Regions from separate parts of the Mus musculus genome. Here all the other regions are linked to region 1. Evidence: chromatin contacts called from public promoter capture Hi-C data. All regions are on one chromosome and are shown on one strand. Each heading gives the region's core, a stretch centred on a gene start, on an enhancer-like site or on the middle of the called end of the contact. The rest is flanking DNA. Distances are from core to core; before and after follow the strand shown. Region 1 holds the start of Wnt6 (wingless-type MMTV integration site family, member 6). Region 2 overlaps Ttll4 (tubulin tyrosine ligase-like family, member 4). Region 3 holds the start of Cdk5r2 (cyclin-dependent kinase 5, regulatory subunit 2 (p39)).

Evidence for each region. Promoter capture Hi-C pulls out the DNA fragments that hold promoters and counts their contacts.
Region 2: a promoter capture Hi-C map of liver shows a contact between it and region 1, with 2.3 times the contacts expected there. The contact joins the enhancer-like site here to the promoter of Wnt6 in region 1. A contact is called at or near these places in 9 of 39 promoter capture datasets (the 3T3-L1 cell line, 3T3-L1-derived adipocytes, the C10 cell line and 5 more), 1 of 15 datasets of contacts at CTCF or cohesin (the NIH/3T3 cell line), 5 of 484 Hi-C or Micro-C datasets (the C10 cell line, colorectal tumor organoids, extraembryonic endoderm stem cells and 2 more), 2 of 115 datasets of contacts at active chromatin or transcription factors (the SCID.adh cell line and bone marrow-derived macrophages) and 3 of 9 other capture datasets (adipose tissue, liver and pancreatic islet).
Region 3: a promoter capture Hi-C map of embryonic stem cells shows a contact between it and region 1, with 28 read pairs. The contact joins the promoter of Cdk5r2 here to the promoter of Wnt6 in region 1. A contact is called at or near these places in 13 of 39 promoter capture datasets (the 3T3-L1 cell line, the C10 cell line, the HPC-7 cell line and 5 more), 6 of 15 datasets of contacts at CTCF or cohesin (embryonic stem cells, large pre-B cells, pro-B cells and 1 more), 39 of 484 Hi-C or Micro-C datasets (B cells, LSK cells, the N1E-115 cell line and 11 more), 12 of 115 datasets of contacts at active chromatin or transcription factors (astrocytes, embryonic hindbrain, embryonic midbrain and 2 more) and 4 of 9 other capture datasets (adipose tissue, embryonic stem cells, liver and 1 more).

Annotation. Positions count from the first base shown.
Region 1 is chr1:74,770,183-74,773,273 of GRCm38.p6, reverse strand. Wnt6 (wingless-type MMTV integration site family, member 6) reads right to left here and starts at 1,382. Exons shown (of 4, transcript NM_009526.3): 1 at 1,052-1,382. The coding sequence starts at 1,128.
Region 2 is chr1:74,697,257-74,700,290 of GRCm38.p6, reverse strand. Ttll4 (tubulin tyrosine ligase-like family, member 4) reads right to left here. Exons shown (of 20, transcript NM_001014974.2): 20 at 1-2,850. The coding sequence ends at 2,592. Among named protein-coding and RNA genes, the nearest start is that of Cyp27a1, 15 kb to the left of the region's middle. Within about 2 kb of position 1,745, at least 25 of the 459 cell types and tissues checked have an H3K27ac peak or open chromatin away from gene starts, as enhancers often do. A contact at or near this core is called in adipose tissue, bone marrow-derived macrophages and liver, where this site is marked.
Region 3 is chr1:74,853,402-74,856,284 of GRCm38.p6, reverse strand. Cdk5r2 (cyclin-dependent kinase 5, regulatory subunit 2 (p39)) reads right to left here and starts at 1,256. Exons shown (of 1, transcript NM_009872.3): 1 at 1-1,256. The coding sequence starts at 1,187. The coding sequence ends at 78. It overlaps Gm16582 (predicted gene 16582), which reads right to left. Exons shown (of 4, transcript NR_151618.1): 2 at 1,770-1,942.

The DNA.
Region 1 (3,091 bases), core at 133-2,632:
GGGCTATATGCAAATGTAGAAGTCCTTGCTTTCTTAGGGTTGGCTAATCTATCAGCACTCTTGCCCAAATCCCTCCTCCTCCTCTCTGAACACTGAACTATTCCGGGCGGGTGTTTGTGGCTCTAAAAAACTAAGAGGAAAAAAGTCTTGAAGATTTGGATCTGAGTTGTCCTGGCGCCCCCCACCCCCGCTGCCCCTCCTCTGTCCTTCCCCTCAAGGCTCAAAGCTTTGGAAACCCTCGAAGTCTAGGTGTCTGCTCTGGCTAAATCCCAGAGTTCGGATCTGAGAATTTACCCCATCTCTCGGCTGGCCAGGCTCCTACTGGCTTCATCAGATCGCTCTCAAGAGTTCCTACACCTCCTCCGCTACACATTAAAAAAAAAAAAAAAATTCCTTACTTCCCAGTTCTGGAAGAGAGGGCCTCCGGGATCTCCCCTCTGTCTTTCTTACTCGCTATGGGAAAAGCAGAGAAGTCAGAGTCCTGACTCAGTTTCCCCATTTGCATTCCCTATTCCTGTACTACTGCCAATGCTGAAGGGGCCAGCAATGGTGAGGTGGTAGGCAATGAGGCGCGGGCAAGAGGCAGCCGTTTGACTCTCTCTGTCTTAGAGCTTTCCACCTTGTTCCTGTCTGTTCCCCAAATCTAGCTCGAGGGCCCTTCTCGCCCGTCCCCACCCCTCCTCACCCCGTTCTCACCCAATCTCTCACTATGGATTTCATGATGTCCAACAGCTCTTCCCTACCTATCTGCCAACTCCTTGATGATGCGAATTGGACACATTTCTTTGGGGGAAGGAAGACTATACGGGAAGAAAACACAATAGAGTATCCAGGGGTACAGAACGTCAAAGTGGCACTTCAGAAGTGCTCGGGCAGAGACCCGAAAGGAACTGTCTGCGAGGGTCCCGGTGCAACCTCCCGATAGCTGGGATCCTGGAGCGGGTAGAGCCTGAAGGCAGCAGGATCGCTGTGCCAAGTCCCAAGACTGGCTCTGGGTCCCCACCCTCTGGTGTTTGGAGCTGCGCGGGAGACAGTCCCACTCAGCACTCACCACCACAGTCCATCGACGTGCGCGGGGCACAAGAGCAGCAGCAGCAGTCCGAGGCGGGAGGGCACCGGCGGCAGCATCCTGAGAGCTCTACCGCAGTCTGGCCGGGGAGGCGGCTGGGGGTGGGGAGTGAAGCTGCGGGGTGAGCCGGGGCGCGCGGGCACCGGGCTTCAGGGCAAACGCGGCGACCGAGGCGGCGGCCCGGAGACTAGGGCTCCGGCGGCGGTGGCGGCGGGGGGGCCCATCCCGGGCGAGGAGGGCGCGGCGGAGGCGGAGAGCGGACCCAGCAGCCAGCGCCTGTGTCTCCTGCGGAGCTCGCTGGAGAGAAGAAATCAGAGCCGGGGGCGGGGGTGGGAGGGGAGCGGGGCCGAAGCGTGGGCGGGGGAGGGGGACAGGGGGGCCACGGGGGTGGCAGTTGCGACAGTCAGGCGGCGGGACTCTTGGGAGGGAGCCGTGCGCCCCGGGGCGGCGGGCGCAGAGCGCAGCGGAGGGCGGGTGCTGGGGCGGGGCCGCGCGCTCACGGGTGCGGGTCCCGCCCGCCTGCCCCTCTCCTAGCCTCTGCGGGGTTGTCCCCTGCCATCCCTGGACCTGGGGCATGGAGGGGCGGGATGAATAGTCGAGAAGGGTAAGGGGGGGAGGGAGGAAGAACTGGGGAAGGGGGACTGGCTGGGAGACGTTTGACAGGTTTGTTGACTGTAAAGAGAGAAAACTTCCCAGGAATGAGGGAGTTTGGGGGGAGGGAACAGTACGTAGGGATATACAGATGGGGGCCAGGGAGGAAGTCGGCCGGGGGCGCAGGATGCTCGGTAGAAGGCTGTCCAACTGGATCGCCAGCCCAACGAACTTAGGAGGCGTTACCAACTCCCGCGTCTTTTGCCCCTTCTTCAGCCTCTGTCCCAGCAAGGGAACGAGCCCGAGGCCTGGGTTCTAGCTCCCTAGCCTTGCAGCCGCAGCCAGCCGATGTTGGGGGCGGACAGTGTGGGGGAGATAAGACAGCAAGTGGAACCTCTCCAGGGCCTGCGCTCCAGTATTCGCTACTCATAAACGTGGCGGAGGGCCGAGGTTGCTGACTTCCAAGAGAAGAGGGGTCAGCGCTGGCTGTGGTCAGGTCTCACTTGTCCGCGGGTTCCTGGAGCCTCAAGTTCCTCCCCCAACTTGGCCAGGGCAGAAGGGGTGGGAGAGCCAGCTGCAGGTGAGATGGCGTTTATCTGATTCTCTAATGCCACAAAAATGTCTTTGATGCCCCTGACCCCCTCCCCACGGGGGGAGATCAAAGGCCTCGTGGGGAGGAGGGACAGCTCCATTCATCAAGCCAAGCGGCTGGCAGCGGGCGGCAGCCTCTGCTGCTCTGGCCTGGGGCAGAGGCCCCCCGACGTGCCCCAGGAGTGCAGAGGGACAGGTGGTGCGGACATTCCGAAGCAGGAGCCAATTTCCCCGCCACCGCTATCTAGAGGGCCCATCAACCTTAAACAGGGGACCTTAAGCCCACGTGGCAGAAATTTCACACCAGAGGGGAAAGTTCCTTGTCGTTTGGGGTGGGGAGGAATTTAGAAGTGGAAACGGAGAACAGTGCCAAGATAGACAAACACCGCTGGTGAGCAAAGAGGAGGGCCGGTCCAGAGAGTCGTCCAGAGAGTGGGGCAAATGGGCAAAGATGAGACTGGGGGACCAGAAAGAAGGCAGGAGAAGGCCACAGATGCCTACATCAGGAGGGGGAGCAGATCTGAGGAAAGAAGATGAATAGCAGGGAGAAGGGATGGAAAAACCGGAGCCTAGACACAAACAAATAAGGCCTTGGGTTTTCTGGGAGTCCTAATGAGGATTCTGGGTGTCAAAGGTCCTGAATAAGGAGATTTGCAGAGTGTGAGGCCCTCTGGGGAAGGAAAGGAGCAGAGAGAGGAGACAGCGCTCAGCCAGACACTGGACCAACCTACGTTTCTTCCTTTCTCATGCACTGCACCGCTCCAGCACATAGCAATTTTGTACACAGCCTTTCATACTAGTACTAGTGCCAAGCACTGTGGACACCACCACACCCGTGGG
Region 2 (3,034 bases), core at 496-2,995, 73 kb after region 1:
CCCTGACGATGGGCCAGAAATGACACAATCCCCTGGTAGTTGCTAGGTCCACACAGCAGTCCTCATGGTCTGTATTCTGTGAGTTTCTGTCCTAGACACTCTTGTTATTCTTTGCCAATCAAGGCTCTTGGGAGAACCAAACTATCACTTCACACACATTTATGTTTAATGTTCCCTTTCCTGGGATGCTATAAAGATGAAGCCAGACAAGAGACTCCCGCTGGAACGATAAAGATTAGAGGGAATTATGAAAATTGTGCTTCGGCAAGCTCTGAGTGAAGGGTGATAGGTATAGACACTGCTCTGGCCTCTTCTGAGACTTCTGTAGCTGTTCTTTTCTTTAAAGGAGAGGTTTTATCAACCCACTCCTGCCTTCCCAGAGTGCTAGGATTAAGGGTATGAGCTATCATACTCAGTTTCAAGGAAAGATTTTTTTACATTTCTTTCACAGAACAATGTTTGGACAATAAACCAACAAACGGAAACTGCAATCCCCAATACTTTGGCTTAGCTTACTAAACAACCCTGCAGGGTAGGTCTCACGTTCCATTATAAAGGAAAAGACGACTTTATTCCTTGTCTCAGGAGCCTTCCTCCAGAGGCTGGGTAACTTACCAACTTGGAAAAACATCTGATGTACTGATAAATTGTATTCAAGTACACTTACAAATTTAAAACTTTCAAAAGCTTTTACTTTAAAAGTCCTCATTCAGCCGAATGCTATCTATTGTTGACTAGCCAGTGCTAAAACATGCATGTGAAATAACTTAAGATTACACTCTTGAAAATGAAATGTGATATACAAGCCCTATCTTTTTCTCCAACTAGCAAACAGATTCACCAGCCTTCAAATGTAACGAAGACTGAATACTGTGTATTTAGCTGGGCGCAACACACCCAGACAATCTGGCATTTTTGAGGCAAAGATTACAAGTCCCAGGCAAGGCTGGATCACCCCAGAACACAAAACAGAACTGCCAGTATACTGCTGTGTCTCATCAAGGGGTCCCCAAGTCTGGTGGACTCCAGGCAACTAGTGGGCTGGTCAGTGTTGGCCTGTTTCTGCAGCTACAGAGTTGGAAACTATGATGGGAGACTCTCAGAGGCAGGCTGAGGAATTAAGAGTCTACTTTGAAGGAGTGAATCAGCTAAAACAGGCCTCTTTGTCACATGTGCACTAGGATACTGTAACCAGGACAAGAGGGTGTTGGCTGTTGATATCAGAACAGATTTTCCAGTACAGCTTGGACTCTCCACTGTCTGACTTTGAAGCCTTTATCATTAAGCAGGAAGCACGGCTTAGGACTTTGCTATCCAGCTTTCTTCACAACTGTCAACACAGCATTAGGACTGACTGTCATGTTCACCCATTCTGTGACCTTGAACCCAGTTAGGTCATCTTTCCAGGGCTCCATGCCAACTGGTCAAGGGCTCTAGGAGTCATGTGGAAAGAAAGAAGTCTTCCTCTTTCCAAAACTCAGAAGAATGAGGAAAATGCTAGCAGAGATGGTCACAAAGGACAAATCTTGCTTATCAGATACAAGGCCCCTCTGCTGTGAAAATTAGAGACCACAGGTCCCAGGAGGTGAGTGCTGGGGAACACTAGGCTAAGGAGGACCATGGTTCTAGTGAAACCTCTTCCAATCCAAACTGTCTCATCTTGGCCTCCTTCCTTGGCTCTACTTCCTCACACTGGGGAGAACAGTAGTGCTTCAGGGGCCAGTGTCCTTGGAGATCTGAATGCACAGTTCACTCAGTCAGTGTTTACTCAGTGCTCAGTGTGGACTGAGTCCTGGGGGAGGTAGATGCCACTGAGTATTAGCTGTCAGAGATGAGAAGCCTATTCTATAAGAGTGACCCACCAAGGCACAAACCCTGCTAAAAGTAAAAGAGACTACAAGATTTGCCCACACTGAGGAAAGCACAGCGCATTCCACCCTCCTCTACACAGCAGCAACTAAAATGATCAGGATCCTTCACTGGAGCCCTAGAGACTCCCAGAAGATGGAGAGCTACTGATGGGGTGGAAGCTTAAATGGATATGGTGTGGAGGTCACCCAAGGCCAGGAGGCCAGGAAATGGGTGTAGCCTGTCATGGTTTCTTCTTGCTTGTCTTTGAAGAAGTCTGAAGGTTTCTAAAACTGTCTCTTCAAGACAAGGATAAGTAGAGGACAGAGGTCCTAAGGAAATCAGGACCTTCAAAGAATTCCTCTCATTTACAGAACAAGAGACTTCAATGTTTAGCATGTTTTCTCCTCTTAAACTACAATCCAGCCCTGTACCAGGGCCTCAAATAAATCACACATGGCTCTCAGTGTAGAAACCAAACCCTGCTTTATAAAGCTGCTTGACTGTCACTGTCTTCTCTACTGAGAAATGAGGTGCTAGCCAGACAGTAAGGTGACAGAGGGCGAACCTTCCTCACCTTCTCCCCATCACCATCGCCCTTCCAGCCCTCCAGATGCCCATATCTACAATAGAACCACTTCAAAAATACTCTGATGAGGGGCAAAGTGGAGGCGGGGTAGAGGCTCAGGCTGGTCAGCAGGCTGGTTCCCTTGAGGTAGCTGAGTGCTCCTGTGCAGGACCAGTCACGAGCTCACAGCAGTCAAGCGGGAGTCAGTGACTGACTGGGAAGCAGAAGCAGCAGAAAGTCTGGAACTCTGCCCAGAGTACTTGAGGACAGGTAACCCCGGGGTAGAGCGCTTGGACTGTTTGCTGGTGTTCTCATTGCTCCTTGAGGACAAAGTCTTCCTGGATATGGGAGACAGGCCAGCTTGACTCTTCTTAGACTTGGGTGTTGACCTGTCTTCAGAGGACAGTGTGGTTCCCTCAGAGGCGCTCTTCTTTCTGAAGGGGAAAACAGAGCTGAGGCTAAGACTAGCACAGCACGGGAGGATACTGTGGCTGTTGATGTGGCTGCAGATTCTGACACTCCTACCAACCTCCAGGTGGAGAGTTCCTCTTACTGTCATGATCTGGGGAAAGAGGAAAGAGACTCCCCAACTCCATAAACCTTCTCTTGCTGAACTAG
Region 3 (2,883 bases), core at 7-2,506, 83 kb before region 1:
GGTGGCTTGATGGTCCCGGGGTTTCCGGGTGTGTGTGAGGGGCTGGGGCGGGGGGCGGGCGCGGCCCCTGGGAATCCCTAGCGGTCCAAGTTCATAGTCCAGTGCTTGGCTCCGGTCGCGCAGCTGTCCCTGGCGCTCGAGGAGGAGGTGGTGGACGCGCTGCTTCCGCTCGGTGGACCCCCGGTGCTCGCCGCGGCCTCGCCCTCGTTCTTGAGGTCTTGAAAGACTTGCGTGAAGAAGTGGGGGTCGGCGTTGAGTCGCAGCATCTGCGGGCTGAGCCGCTGGATGAGGCGCAGGCAGCGCTGCCAGAAGCGCTCCTTGTCGGGCTCCACGAGGAACGGCTTGAGCGGGTAGGAGATCTCGTTGCCCATGTAGGAGTAGGCGAGGTAGAGGCAGGTGAGGAAGGCGGCCTGCAGTTCCGCGGCCGACGCCAGCTCGTCCCCACGAAGCGACTCCCGGCACAGCAGGTACACGAACACCAGGTTGGCGGGGGTAATGAAGGCCTGGTCTTGCCAGCCCTGCAGCAGCAGCGAGCGGTCCACGCCGCGGAACCAGCCCACCAGCTCGCCGGGGCTCAGCTCCTTGAGGCGGTAGCAGCGTCGGCACACGAAGTCGCCGAGGCAGCGGAGCAGCTCGCCGGTAGACGCCTGCACGATGACCCGCCGCGGCGAGCCTCCGGGCGCCGGCGGTGCCGCCTGCGGGGCTGGGGGTGGCGGCGGCGGCGGCTTTCCCCCGCCTGAGCCTGGTGGAGGGGCGGCTGCGCTGCCCCCCGACGGGGGCTCGCAGGTGGCAGCGGTCGTGGGCACCGTGGGCACCGGCACGGCCAGGGGCTTGGCTGTTCCGCCACCGTCGGGGCCGTCGCGGCCCTTGCGGAGAAGGTTCTCGCGGTTGCGTTGCTGGACCAGAGGGTCGGGACCGGTGGACGCTGGCTTGGGCGTCACCTTTTTGCTGCCTTTCTTCTTCTTGGCCGAGGCTGCCACTAGGCGCTTCCAGGTGAGCGCCGAGATGAGCACGGACGGCCGTTTGAGCCGGCTCTCGCCTTTGCCGCCCTTGCCGGCCGGCGGCGCGCCGTAGCCCCCCAGCGCCTCGTCCCCCGCGGGCGGCGCCTTCTTTTTCTCCTCCGGCAGCCCTCCCGGCCTCCGGCCCTTGGCCGAGGAAGCAGGGGAAAGCGACAGCACCGTGCCCATCCTGCAGAGCGGGGCCGGCGCCCGGGCCCCAGCGGGAACCGCGGGCGGCGCCGCTGCTGCTGCAGCCCCGGGGGACCCGGCGGTGGGGGGCCTAGCCCCGGCCCGGGCGCGCGGACGGGCGGGGGATGGAGCCGCTCTGCTGCGCCGCGGCGGCTGCTCTGAGCCGAAGCTGCGCCAGCTGCAGCGTCAGCCCCACCCCTTGGGCCCCTTCTTTCGCCACGCCGCGCCCCGCCTCACGCAGCCAATCCTGACTCTAGTTTTCTTTGATCGGCAGCTCCTCTAACCAATAGGATGTTGCATACTAATCTACTGTACCGCCTTACCCACCGCCTGGAGTCTTCAGTCCCTTACCTTTTCCCAAAGGGGGAAAAGGGGGGAAAGGAGGAAAAGGAGAGAGGGGGTGTGTGTGATTCTGAGGTCTCTTTTTCTGGCTGAGCAGGGGGTTGAAGTGAGGTGAAAATGGTCCTTCCCATCTCTTCCTCCAGATCCCAAGACCATGGGTCTGAATGTTTTGATACACTGTGATACACTGGGTCCAAGCCGCAGTATAGAAGCCATGGGAACAGCCTATCATTCGCTCACCTTTGAGTTTGTTTAGTGGGCAATATGGCAGCTTGCCCTCATCGAGACACCCCAGTTGCACCTTCCGGCTTCGCCCATCTGGATGTCCGCTTGCTATCCTCTTCATCGCCCCCCCCCCCTTGGGGACGGGGGTAGGGTGGGGTGGAGGAGACTGCTGCAGGCTCATTCCTGATCTGTAAGAGAATGCTAGTGTGTGAGACTCTGAGCAACCGAGCAAATGCACCCTTTCTCCTTGGCAGAGGGAAGGATGTGTGTCTTTGCTTCACGGAGCAGGAACAGGGGGAAGTCTAAAGACAACCTAATGAGTCTGTACTTGATTCCCTGCTTCTGACTCTGACCCCTGGACAGCTCATTTTTGATTGGTTGTCCCAACAACACATTCATCTCACCCTTGCATGCGTGATGGATGGTTGGACTCCAGGGAACTCTGGAAATTGGTTTAGTTGAAGGCCCCAGTCTGGGGTCTACTGTGTGGAAATCGGTTGGCTCAACTTCCAGTCAAGATCCGGGGTCCTAGTTGAGATGGATTTTAACCAGTAGACAGCTTCCTTGTGCTCAGACTCTAGCTGTTCCCACTCCAGCTGCCAGCTATTATACTGGGAGCTGCCGGTTTCTCTGGACCCCTCCATTCCTGCTACGGACCACATAGGCCTTGATCCCAGACTTTGAGCCTTATCGGCAGGTTGTGAGAACCGCTTGTCCTGGGCCACTTCAGTGTGTCTTGTAGGACCCTCCAGTCTGCTGTCTGTGGCTTCCCTTCCAGGAGTCTTAGTGAACCTTAGGCATTGGTGTGGGGGTTTGGTTTGGTGGGCAGAGAGGTAACTATCCATTCTGTAACAATTCTTAGAATTGTTCTTGGATCTCAGTCTCTGTGTCTCTGTATGCCTGTCTGTCTGTCTGCCTGTCTGCCTGTCTCTCTCTCTCTCTCTCTCTCTCTCTCTCTCTCTCTCTCTCTCTGTGTGTGTGTGTGTGTGTGTGTGTGTGTGTGTGTGTGTGGTGTCACATTCAAGCTGGCTTCCATCCTTCTTCAGCCTCCCAGATCCTGGGATTATAAGCACCACCAGGCCTGCCTCCATTTCTGCCAGACCCAGCACAGCACCAAAGGTCCACTGCT